Linked DNA regions of Bicyclus anynana: region 2 is linked to region 1. Evidence: chromatin contacts called from public Hi-C data. All regions are on one chromosome and are shown on one strand. The core of a region is the stretch at or near the end of the contact, and the rest is flanking DNA. Distances in the headings are between cores, read along the strand shown.

Evidence for each region. A called contact is a pair of places that touch in the nucleus more often than the background predicts.
Region 2: a contact with region 1 is called in a Hi-C map of whole body, with 3 times the contacts expected there. The contact joins the promoter of LOC112050886 here to the enhancer-like site in region 1. A contact is called at or near these places in 2 of 2 Hi-C or Micro-C datasets (whole body and whole larva).

The regions. Positions count from the first base shown.
Region 1 is chr3:785,035-792,067 of ilBicAnyn1.1, reverse strand. It overlaps LOC112050886 (long-chain-fatty-acid--CoA ligase 4), which reads left to right. Exons shown (of 14, transcript XM_024089288.2): 6 at 731-982; 7 at 1,436-1,654; 8 at 2,245-2,360; 9 at 2,916-3,059; 10 at 3,599-3,777; 11 at 4,259-4,358; 12 at 4,592-4,745; 13 at 5,558-5,833; 14 at 6,057-7,033. The coding sequence ends at 6,211. Among protein-coding and RNA genes, the nearest start is that of LOC112050876, 17 kb to the right of the region's middle. Within about 2 kb of position 5,702, at least 7 of the 8 cell types and tissues checked have open chromatin away from gene starts, as enhancers often do.
Region 2 is chr3:826,830-833,538 of ilBicAnyn1.1, reverse strand. It overlaps LOC112050886 (long-chain-fatty-acid--CoA ligase 4), which reads left to right and starts at 3,844. Exons shown (of 14, transcript XM_024089288.2): 1 at 3,844-3,981. LOC112050875 (sentrin-specific protease 1) reads left to right here. Exons shown (of 8, transcript XM_052891086.1): 8 at 1-1,707.

The DNA of each region.
Region 1 (7,033 bases), core at 4,453-6,952:
GCGGCATCGCACCGGAACGCTAAATCATTTGGCGATACGTCTTTGCCGGTAGAGTGGTAATTAGCCACGGTCAAAGCTTCCCACCAGCCAGACCTGGACCAATTAAGAAAACCTCAATCGGCCCAGCCGGGGATCGAACCCTGGCGCCACGGAGACTGTCAAAAACACCACAGAGGATTGTCGACATATAACATCGGATTCTGAAATATCGCACGGACGATAAAGAGATATGTTGGTTTTCGTCGTCGACAATATGTCGTTAATTCGAGATATTATGTCTTTGACGTACTGGCTGAGTCTGTTGCGGCCTCTTTTTAAAGTCTACCATTACACCATTCATCACCATTATTTAGCACGTTCTTTGCTAGATATACGCCTCTTGTAATTCCAAACTCTTAGGTCCTTGATCCGCCTCCATACTGCGCAACTCATTTGATGGAATCCCCAGGATCCCCCGATCCTAGATGCCCCAAGTGAATGGAAGTCATGAAAAGTGTCGTAGGGAGCTGCTGGTTACAAGTAGTGCAAGACCGGTGTATTTGACAATGAGTACTAGCCACTGAATCTAACCATCCATTTTCAAATGTTGACATTTGATTCATTTTCATAAATAGGGTTAGACTTTATCACATTAACGAGGGTTGTATTCTGCATATATGTCACAGTTTGACAAGTAGTTGTGTGTCTCTTATCATAAGCTGAAGTAGTTGACAGTAGTGATCTGTTCCAGTGGTGACGATCTACGCCACGCTGGGGGACGAGGCGATCGCGCACGGCATCAACGAGACCGAAGTCTCCACCGTCATCACGACGCACGAGCTGCTGCCCAAGTTCAAGAAGATCCTGGCGCGGACGCCCCGCGTGGACACCATCATCTTCATGGAAGACCAGCTCAAGGAGACGCCGAGGGACGGCTTCAAGGAGGGCATCCGGATCGTGGCTTACAAGGAAGTGCTGGAATTGGGGAAACAATCCAAGATTGGTGAGTGAAGTTTATAATTTCAGTTGTCGAATGATATTTTGTTGGCTAACTGCTGGTTGACGTTAAATCGATGTCAACAAGCATTTTTAGTATTGCGTATAGCCCATTGTTAACAAAAATACCAATGTCAAACACACTGGTTAGTATATTTGAACAGTAAACAATAAATTAATAGTGAATACGAAATCACTTCACTTAACAATGACTAACAATAGGTGAATGTCGTGTTTATATCCACTAAAGTTAATCAAAGTTAGAGAATATGCCAGCTGGAGATACTGAATTTACTTTAGTTATAGTTACAACACCTTTACAGGGTTACATTGTAATAATTATTTAGTGACATGTGTTAAATATTATAATGGAAATGTAACTGGAATAAATAAATGAATTTATTTATTCCAGTTTAATTGGCCATTTAACACGATGATAATGAAGCTATGTCGTTCGCAGAGGGCGTGCCGCCGGCGCCGAGCGACACGGCCATAGTGATGTACACGTCGGGCTCCACCGGCGTGCCGAAGGGCGTGATCCTGTCGCACCGCAACATGGTGGCCACGCTCAAGGCCTTCGCCGACGCCATGCCCATCTGCGAGGGCGACGTGCTCATGGGCTTCCTGCCGCTGGCGCACGTGTTCGAGCTGCTGGCCGAGAGCCTCTGCCTCATCGGGGGTCAGTACTGGCTGTGCAGCACTAGCGGACGCTACCCTACACCTCAATAATCCTGTCGCAAAATCCATTCTTAGCGGATGTTTATTGTCTACTAACCATAATCTTAGTTTCTGCCAAATTTCTTTTTTTTTTTTTAATTTATTTAGTACCAATATTAGTCACACACAAAAGTAAAATTTCATCTTTGTACGACCAGCGGTTTTGAGATGTTGTCATGAGAAACATTTTGCTTTTATTCTACCTACAGCAAGGAGAGCAATTTTGTGAATGTTTTACCAACTTCACATATCAAGTCAATACCTCTGCCTACCCTGTCAAAAAATCTAGTATCCTCGGGAATTGTAAAAACCATTCGCGAATTTTACGCGAATAAAGTCGCTGGCGCCCGTTAAAAGCGAAAGTCTACTCGAAATATCGAAAACTCGAGATAGTTTGTAGTTGGAAGACTATAGAACGGATTTTGCGACAGGGTCGGATTAAGGAGGTCTAAGGATGGACGAAGGCGTGGGCGTTTGCTAATCTCTTATAAAGTTAAAAAAAACTACCAAATAAATATGTTTGCAAGTGTTAGATGTATGTTGATGTTGCAGGCGTCCCGATCGGCTACTCCACTCCGCTGACCATGTTGGACTCGTCCAGCAAGATCATGAAGGGCACGATGGGCGACGCCACCATACTGAGGCCCACCTGCATCACCACTGTGCCGGTGAGTTACTGTGTTAGTCAATCTATTCCGGGAAGTCCGATTGACTTTGGGTGTAGTGGTAAGAGGACAGACTGTTTGTGTCTATAAATAAAAGGCATTAATATTATTAACTCATTTACATTTTTTTATGCTCATTAACATTTTTTATAAGCAGGTAGCTGACGCCGTGCGGTTTCACTCGCTATATATTATACCCGTAGGAATACGGGAATAACATCTAATACTATGTTAGAAAGTAATGTTTCAAGAGTTTATATTTTATAACTATGTATTGCATTGCGTCTACATATTGATGAAATAAATTTTAATATAACGCTTCTTTGCTTCAATAACGTGATATCTCTAAAAACACTATTTTACTAGAGGCTATTGTTTTAACTTCAAAAAAATTATCGCGTCCAAACAAATGTGTTTTTCAAGTAAATAATATTGTATTAATTATATATTTCACTTCACAAAACACATAATTTTTGATACCAAATTTTTTCAAGGTAAAATGCCGAGCGATATTTCTCAAAATATAACATTTTGTTCATGTAAAGTTTCGCCTTGCAGTTGATAATGGACCGTATCAGCAAGGGCATAACGGACAAAGTGTCTCGCAGCGGGCCCTTCGCCAGCGCCTTCTTCAAGTGGGCCTACGCCTACAAGCAGGGCTGGATGCGGCGCGGCTACGACACGCCCGTGCTCAACCGCGTGGTGGGTCTACACTCTATAGCCAGGGCCTGCAGCCAAATTACTCATCAATTCTCTTTCTACAAACGCTGATGCTTCGAAAACTATGTTTTAATGACAAATCCGAATGTCATCCCCATATATTTTTATGCGTTTGTAAAAAGACAATTGATGTGTAAGTAGATAAATAGAATAGAAAAAATAAATGAAATTAGACACTAATTAACATAAGATAAGAATCAATGGACAAGTTCAAAACGAATTTCATAGATCAAATCCAGGACTTTCTACATAAAGGCCAGGTCAAGAGCACCCTAAACTGACGAACTTGTATCAAAGGAACCGGAATAAGAATGGAAGAACTAAGGAAAATATGAGCTAGGACTAGGACCGTAGCAAGTGTAAGGAAGTGGTCTCTGCTTGCCTCAATACCTAGATACGACTGAAGGCTGTGGTTTTTGGAAGTTCCTACAAAAGATCTATGTCCAGCAGTGGACACCTGTTGGCTGATGTATGATATTAATGTAGATTTGTTGATTAGTGACTGTTATGGTGTGCACCAGGTGTTCAAGAAGGTGCGCGCGCTGCTGGGCGGGCGCGTGCGGCTCATGATCTCGGGCGGCGCGCCGCTGGCGCCCGACACGCACACGCAGGTGCGCCTGTGCCTGTGCTGCGACGTGGTGGCGGGCTACGGCCTCACCGAGACCACCTCCTGCGCCACCGTCATGGACCCGCTGGACAGGTACACTCCAGTGCTTGCTACGACGACCTCCGTGGCGTAGTGGTATGCGCGGTGGATTTACAAGACGGAGGTCCTGGGTTCGATCCCGGCTGGGCCGATTGAGGTTTTCTTAATTGGTCCAGGTCTGGCTGGTGGGAGACTTAGGCCGTGGCTAGTTACCACCCTACCGACAAAGACGTACCGCGATTTAGCGTTCCGGTACGATGTCGTGTAGAAACCGAAAGGGAGTGTGGATTTTCATCCTCCTCCTAACAAGTTAGCCCGTTTCCATCTTAGACTGCATCATCGCTTACCATCAGGTGAGATTGTAGTCAAGGGCTAACTTGTAAAGAATAAAAAAAAAACTTGGTACACTGAGATTTGCCGCCTAATGAAATTAACTGGTATTTGCTATATAATATTTGTTTGTTTTATATGATAATATCATGCAGGCAGTCATTGCGACATGTCTATCAGTCAATAACGTCGAGTGTCTCCGCAGGTCGACGGGGCGCGTGGGCGCGCCCGCCACGGGCACGGACATCAAGCTGGTGAACTGGGTGGAGGGCAACTACCGCGTCAACAACAAGCCCTACCCGCAGGTACTATAATTGTCAGACTATTGATGAATCACCACAGGCCAGGCCGACCTCCATTACCAGATGTTCATGATGGACGACCGGGACAGATGACTTATAGAGCTCACACTGGTGACACTGCCCTACTCACGCGAATATTTGATCTTTTCTCGGCAGGAGAGTAACGTGGCCACAAAAGTTGTCTCACTCTCTCCTCGGCACAATGAGTGTAAGCTGTAGCGAGTGTCGGTCCGCAGGGCGAGGTGGTGATAGGCGGCGACAGCGTGGCGGAGGGCTACTACAAGAACCCGGACAAGACGCGCGAGGAGTTCGTGGACCTGGCGGGCCGGCGCTGGTTCCGCTCCGGCGACATCGCCGAGCTGCATCACGACGGCTGCATCAAGATCATCGGTGAGGCTCGACAGTACCCCTCGTATATGTTACTAACCCTCAAACCCCCTCAATCCGACCCTGATGCAAATTCGTTCTTAAAAGACGTTTATGGCGACTAACTACTTTCCTGTTAAATTTCGTCTTGGTACGTCAAGTGGTTTTCCAAATGTCGTGATGAGCTGCCGCTTTCACTATAAACTGTCAGGCATCGCAGTATTCTACACCGCTACGTTGTAGATAACCCCTGGACGCACACTAAGCGGTGTGGTTCATCATTCCTTAAACGCACTACAAAAATTTGAAATGTCCTTCCAGGTTCTATTCCCTACTACCGTGTATCTTTAAATCAAAAGTGAATTGGCATCATTTACGCGTTTCACCATATACTGTATCATTGCTTACCATCAGGCGTGATTCCACTCAAACGTTTGCATTTTTCTTGCTGTGTAAAGCCGTCCATATTTCTTGTGTAATTTTTTATGGGTTACTTAGCATAGGCGGGGAGAGTGACTTGAGTGGAAAAGCAGAGTGTTGGTAACTGTCAAGGGCGCCCTTAACCCTACACACAACGTTCACAAGTACGTGATTCCATTCAAGGTCTCTGCCATTTTAGGGTCTTATTTTGGTTACAGTTTGATTTGTTAATTAAATTGTCCTGACAAATGTTGAGACCCTTTGTTCCACATTGGTTTTCTTATTTTTGTAATCCACTTCTGAGTCTGCTAAAAATACGCTATACTTAACCCCGTATTCCTACGGGACAGGGAACCACGCGGATGAAACCGCGCGGCTTCTGCTAGTATTTTAATAATAATAATTGTGTGTCGCAGACCGCAAGAAGGACCTGGTGAAGCTGCAGGCCGGCGAGTACGTGTCGCTGGGCAAGGTGGAGGCCGAGCTGAAGACGTGCCCCATCGTGGAGAACATCTGCGTGTACGGCGACAGCTCCAAGACCTACACCGTGGCGCTGCTGGTGCCCAACCCGCGCCACCTGGCCGAGCTGGCGGCGCGCGTCGGCCGGCCGCCCGCCGACTTTGACGAGCTGTGCCAGGACAGTGTCGTGGAGAAGGCCGTCGTCAAGGAGCTGGCCGAGCACGCGCGCAAATGTGAGTGCCGAGTGTTGCAGCACAGGAGCCCCGGGCGCTGCTGGTGCCCGACTCGCACCACCTGGCCGAGCTGGCGGCTGGCTTTTATTGCTCCACTGTTTAAATGGATAGTTAAGCCACATATTTTAGAATCTAATAATGTTATTTGTGGCATTACTTGAAAATAAAGATCTTTCTTTCTTTCAAAGAAATGAATTTTGTATTTATGAATTGTATGACGCAGGTGGGCTGGAGAAATTCGAGGTGCCGGCGGCGGTGAAGCTGTGCACGGAGGTGTGGTCGCCCGACATGGGGCTGGTCACGGCCGCCTTCAAGATCAAGCGCAAGGACATCCAGGAGCGGTACAAGGAGGACATCAAGCGCATGTACGCCTCGTGATCTGACCTCCCCCCCACCACCACCACCACCGCGCGCCTCCGTGAGGTCGCGCCCTAAAAAATATTTTTTTTTTTGGGTAGATTAAAAAAGTTGCGAACGTGTTAGTGTAGGCCGAGTCACGTAAAAAGAGCATCTTCTTTATAATAATTTTTTATTGTTTGTTTTAGGTTGTGATGAGCAATTATGTGGCGTTTTCAGTGCACTTGTAGAGATAGTTGAATTGCCAAAATCAATTTAACGTATTAAATTTGGTGAATAGTGATAGGTATTTTTTAAATTATTAATTTATTTATTGGAAACTAGTATACCTCAATAATATTCATAAATTTGGAAAACGGTGTTTTTGAAACGTCATTACATCTGTAATTAAAATTGTAGCGTTTTTTGTAATGAGTGTGGGGTGAGAATGTTATTTAACTTGATTTTTTAAATTAAGTTTGTATATTTTATTACTAAACTCTTCAAATTATATTTTTATCTATAAAAATACATTTAAAAAAATGTATGAGTTTACGGCACATTTCGTAAAATACTAACGATCTCGTAAATTAGTGTTGTCGTACAATGCACTGTTCGATGTACTCTTTTTACGTGACTTGATTTATACGCAGTGCGATTGAAACTTCATTGTTGCACTTGTGATCGTGAATAATTGTTTGCTTACGTAATGACATACGTATTTGCGTTAACAGTTAATTGTTTACATAAGTAAGTGTTTACTGGCAGTGAAGTTTCATTCGCATATGCAATTGTTTTGCATGTTACTCGTGTAGATAGATGTTTCTGTAAATTTTAGCTTCTCCGAACCAAACGTCGAGATTG
Region 2 (6,709 bases), core at 2,595-5,094, 43 kb before region 1:
TACAAATGTAACGATCATTACATTGCCTACAACGTCATTAGTTCGTGCCATTTTGTATGGGGCGTTTTTCAAGGATCCGCGGCAGCGCCGCAAATCTGACTCTTTAAATCCCTGTAGCTCCAAAAGTAATGATCGCAGATACCCTGTTCCTTATTGATTTACTATTAGCGTATTCTTAATTTATATACAATATATAAAACTGTCATCATCCCTATTACAAGGTCAGGCCAGCTGTTTACTTTTTTATTTGCTGATGATACTGACAGATGTCACAAACGCATTCTTTCGGCTGGCTGCACTGTAATATGCTATTTGTTTAAGTGATCTACATAATTACGAGTTCTGCCATCAACCTCGGTCCATCATCATCACTTCGATGGACGTTCACTAGACTGGCATTTTGTAGGGTCTTCCAAACAACGACCCTACCCCCCTTTTACCGACGGCTCTCTGCGACGTGGCTTGTGTCGTCATTTTACCTAATAGGGGGTCGTACAACACTGCGCCTTTCATGTGAGGTCCACATTCCAGCACCATCTTAAACTTATGTGCATTGTGAAATTCGCCTCTGCGCCTATTTTTATTACTTTAAATTTTGTAACTTACCTTTAAATCTTACAACTTATTGAAGCTATTCTGTCAATCTGACTGAAAAATGCAGGCATTAAAAGGCATATTTTGTGCTCTTTTTTTGAGTGTTATAAGCTTATTATTAGAGGTTAACCCAGACAAACAGACATACAAAAATTTTAAATAGCTTGATTATGTTTTAGTATCGCGTAAATAGTACTTGAAAAAACAGTTGTTTTTAAAGCATGTAGTAGTATATGTATTAATTGTAAACTTATTGTTTAGTTGTCTCCTTAGTCAATAATAATAATATAATTAATGTAAATTACAAATGGTGAATTAAACTAAGTATTTAATAAACTGGCGCAGTGTTTTTGGAGATTTGCCCCCGCATACTATTGATAAAATTTTCATTACTTCTATAAAGTTGTATTCCTATGCGTCTGTGTAACCCATTCCGGGCTTACTTCCATGTGATTAGATTTACGTAGAATCTAGATAATAAATAATTTAGGTAAATCTTAATAGTGTATAAGTTATAGACATTGTTATAATTTGGTGAAATAAATACGTATATATTATATAACATTACCTACGCGTATAATAATATGTTGTCCCGTATTCTTGGCAGAGAGTTGTTAAAACAGTTAATTGTCTTACATATTGTGTTGTTTTTTTTATGTAACAAATGGCCTGGTGATTCTTGTAGAAACATTAAAACTTTAAAATTAAGAAATAATAATTATATCTCAGTAAAGTCGTAACGATTTGAATTAAGTTTCTTTTCTAAAAAAGAGATTTTACTTAAAAATAAATGAGAGATTTTGCATAATTTTGTTTAAATTTTTGAAGTGGCACTCATCAGCCGTAATTGTAGTCATTAGCTTAAAATTAAAACTTGTCAAGAACCTAATAAATTATGACAAATAGTTAAAATCTACAAATCTGTGCCAAGGAACTGCATGTTCGAGTTGATGTATAAAAAGTGGTTGTCATAAATTATTATTTTGTGAATGTACTTTATTTTGTAGTCTTTCTGTCATGGTCCATTAAATTAAACAAAACGATTAATTTTCTATTTATGTACCTACTTAACTTTTATAAACGATCCAATAAAAATAATATTAAAATTGTAAATTTTTTTTATTATTTCCCATCATTAATCCCATGAAAGTGATTTCGTTGATACGAAGAGCACGTCCATCTGTCAGGACGAACGACCACTCAAATGTTGATGATTACAGAGTTATCATGCTTTCCAATGACCTCCTTGGAGTAAATATTCTTTAATTAAGACATTTAATAATAATGTGAACATGGTTTTACTATAGCTTGTCAAGTCTAACGTCGACGCCCACAGATGGCACTGCTATTAGTTATGAAACTTAGTTGAGTATTTCTGAAATTCCAACAACCTATACACTATAGAAATTAATCTAAAAGATGGTTTATAATAAAAGAAAATATTTTATTTTATCATTGGTAACCAATCGTAGCTTAAATATATATATTTACACACTTTTATTACCATTTATCCATAGGTACAGATCCTAACTCACGCTATTGAAATTTCTTAGGATTTGAAGTATATAAAGAAATGTTTCCCCTCATACAATTGGGAGTCCGTTTCTACTCAGTAAGGCAGTATCGGCGGAGAGCTGCTCTAAATCTCCGAGCCCGGTCGCACTGCTGTGGCTGACTCAGCTGCTCGTGCGACTGCGATGATGACCACCACTTGTTCTGAGTTCACTAACTAACAGTTCACAGTCTCAATGCACCCTTAGCAGGAAGTGGCAATACTTCCTCGCTCCAACTGTAGTAGAAGATTTGACTCCTTTTTGTACTTTTACATTTAAAGTATTTTTCCCATAAATATTTCTTTAGCTGAAGGTACAACTTTTTTTTTAGAATTTACAAAGCAGGTAAGATAAAAATATCTGGTTATTTAGGCATTATCAATATCAGCCTACTTTAACAGCTACTACAGAAGCCGGGTCCCTTACATAAATAAGAGGAGTTATGGAGCTTAAACCCACCACGCCACTATGCGGGGTTTTAATGGTCTAAGGGGGTTGGCAATGGTAGTGACCGAGACGGCTCCAATTTCCAATGCACGGGTGTAGCAACACCAACTTCTGTTCTCAACTTTGAGCTGAGAATATCTTTGTAGAATGAAATGCTCAGTCTTTTATAAATTACATGGTTAGAGAGATTAGCTTACAATAGGATAGCAAAAAAGATACCAACGTCACAGTGGCAGTGGCATCACAGCCCACAGGGTCCCTTGATTATTATAATTATAATTTATTGCCAAGGTACTTGTACATAATGTTTTCTGCGCTAATGATAGATGTCTCTCTTCTTAAAATTAAAGGGGCTTATGAACTATTTGGCATAATAAAATGATACAGAAATATGTAGCTTTTTATTTGCTGTTATATTTTGTTAGAATTAATAAAACCGCAATAAAATATTTCGAATTAGTTTCACTATTTATTTGCGCGGTATTGATCAATACTCGACAGTGTGTAGTAAGTAGGTTTATATGTATGTTGAATATGACGTAGTGATCACGCCACCTTTTCAGACTGCTTGCCGCTTTCTGATTGGCGGATTTCCCCACCCCGAATGAAAACACGGCACATTCAACATGTCCAGTGATGTGCCTTTTAATCGATAATACATCGCGCGTTTATTATCGATTCAATACAAACATAGGATGATTTAATTCCATGAAATTACAATGCTGGTTTAGAGAAATGAGATGAATTTACGAAATGTAAATAATACTATATACTAGCTAATTATTCAATAAATTGTTGATTTTAATTGTAACTAACATTTTAGTTGAATTCATAAGCATTTACTTTCTTTGAAATTGAATGGAATAAAAAAAATGTAGATTGATGATAGACATTACAAATCAAAAATTTTATATTGGCTAACTTATTTATAAATAATACCTAACTACATATGGTACACAACGACGACACTTAACGACATAAGTTCAAACGGGAATAAATGCGAGATTCAACTTATTCGTGATACCTACTATCACGAATAAGCTTAAGAAACTTTCTTCTACGGCATACAAAATATTAATAACGATCGTTTATTAACAAAGAATACCATAAGAAACTTAAGCTAACTATGCAAATCATGCTTACATGAAATGGTAGCAAGAAGGAAAGATAAACTAAAATTGACGAGAGCAAAGAGAATCGATACATCGAGAGGGAGGTTTGACGTTTAGTTAAACATCAATCGACGGACGTCACTAACTGTTCCGATTGGTTAGAAAAGGTTTGCGGAAGATTTATACATTGTGGTAGTGTTTATCAAGTTTAATTTAAAATTCGGTGATAATTTACAAGTGATATTTACTCCGCGAAGACAGAAACGAGCCATACAGTAAGTCCACGTTTTGTTATTTAATATTTTCTGAACTACGACTTTATTGCGGGTGACTTTCATGTAAGAATTTCTCTAACCTCTATTCCTGAGTTTAAACGTTAATTACTTCAATGGTTCTTGTAAATATTGAGCTGAATCAACACTTTAAATAAATGTACAATTTGTTAAGAATATGAAACGTGTTATAACAAATTATTATAACTCACTCGTTAGCCAGGAAATGTTTCAAATACGTTAAATTAGATCACCGTAGATCTACCCACTTTTCGTAAGAAATGTAATATTTAATAAAATACTACGTACTGTATATACCATTTTGTGAAAACGTTGGATCTAAAGTAAATCAAACCTTCTTTCTATTATTTAAAAATGTATTTTGGAAACTTGCTTATATACTTTCTACAAACAATATTATGGTATTTTAGGTGCTGATAAATGAACCACATAAACGCCGGCAGTAATTACTCACATGTTTCTTTGCTCACCATTTAAGCCTCCAAAAGATTAATACTATTTTTATCACCATAGTGAATGTCCCATGGATGTACTGTTCTAAAAGACTGATTACTGCAGATTAGGTTAATTTTTATTCTGTCTTCTCTTGCATAATAGGTGATGGATGATTAAATCCACCTGGATTTTCCTACTTGGTAAGCTCAGGTAACAAGCAGGCACTTGGACAACACATCAGAGAACAAAAACCTTTACTTTCGGTGTTGCATTCCTGTGAAAATAATTAATTAATAGTGTCTACTAAGATAAACCTAGTATTTCTAATTAATCAATACATATATAAATAAAATTAATGTGCCTGTCAGTTATTTCAAAATAATGGTGGTGTAAACTATTTACTAACTGATCAAATTTCTAAAGAAAAATTTCTCTCTTATCTCTGAAATGGCTGAAGCGAATGGGACCTTCACTGGAAGATGGAGGAGCTTTTTGAGCAACATGTAGGCTATTTAACCCCTGAAAAATCTATGATTACAGTAATCATGGTAATTGTGAATTACTAAATTTCACATAAACAAAATTGCAGATGTCCACTAGAACCTATTAAATATAAAACATAGCTAGAACTCAGTTATTATACATATTATTCAGCTTTATGTGGTTTATAATTAGTAACACTTATCTAATAGTTTAAATTTTAAAATATTTCTAATTGTACAATTTTAATACACATATATGAAGCTATTAACATTAAGCAAATATATTTAAATAATTAAACACTATTACTTCTTATTTATCTTCGTGACTGTAATGATGATTTTAGTGAATAGCAAATTAAACTTTTAAATACATTCATGATAATTTATGTTAATTGATGACAATATAATCATGGAATTCATTTAAAATTCAGTAAAGCTTATTATCTTTTAAATTTTGGTGCTTTTATGTGGGTATGATTAATATGATAGCCCAGTGAATATCACCTCTACTTTGACTCAGAGGCCATAGGTTTGAATCTGGCCCAGGGCATGCATGTATTTGTTACTATAACTTACGTGCAATTGTTCTTACTTCTTAGACATGTTTGATAAAAATCGGTTGAGCCATTAAAAGGTTGTGGGGGGTCAAATTGGGGAAGAATAACTGAATGTCTGCAAATATACTTGAATGGGGTCTCAAATGAAATCAAATTTTGATGACTTAATCAAGAGTGTTCTTAGCTTTGTTTGATGACAAAAAGTAATTAAGGTCTTTATTCTAGTTAATTTCATGACATTCTGATTTCACAAAATTTTCAATTATATTGCACAGGCATAGATAAGTTGCTCCTTGATGTGTCTCTCTATTTGCCACAAGCAGTGAGCCTGTGTTCTAGGGCCAGTGGCTTTAAGTTTGGTAGGAATCTGCTAGAACACTTTTAGATACCTGTTCATATAAAGAATTACAAAAAATAATAAATGAAAATAACATTTATTTATTGACTTACTAAGTACATATTTAATAAATTATAACTTGCTTAATATTTTTATTTTATATATTTATTACGCCAGAGCAGTCAGGTTGTCCTTCTTCAGTTTAAGTTGTAAGTTAGTGAGGTTATACGGACATTTCGATGGTATTTATTTTGCACTCACATCTACAGCATATAAACTAATCACAGCAATATTTTGTAAATCTATTTTGTTAGATCATAATAAGTATATCTCTATTTGATATATAATTGTGTGATCTCTTTATTTTTACTGACGCTTCCCACAGTACAATGAGCTCTAAAAATATTATGTTGTTTGAAAAAGGGGTATAATATGTTTTATTTGCCCATTGAATTGAGTATCTAAGACTCTTAAGTCTGAGATTTTATGACTGCTCTTCTTAAGTATCCATTAAACTAACTCCTTGGCCCTTTGACCTTTGTGAGACAATATTCTGAGCCCATAGCCAGGCTGTTAAGACCAATAAGTTAAGTAGAGTTTGTTTGTGGGGTTCAACATTACAACTGCTTTTGTAAAAATTAAATTTCTTTTATTTGTACTAAAAGTTTATCCTTTTTGAGCTTGAGCTACTATACTAAAAGTCCTTAGTTTTTATTTGGAGTATTCTATCATGACAGCGTGAATATCAGCTGCGAAGAGTGCTTAAAGGCCTTTGTTACCTTTCAAAAATCCATACAAACATATTCGTTATTGTTATGAATATATATGTAAGGATGTGTGAGAAACTGTAGTATGGTTTTCCTTTTCTTTGGGACGGCTTACCTTCTTCAAATTCCATT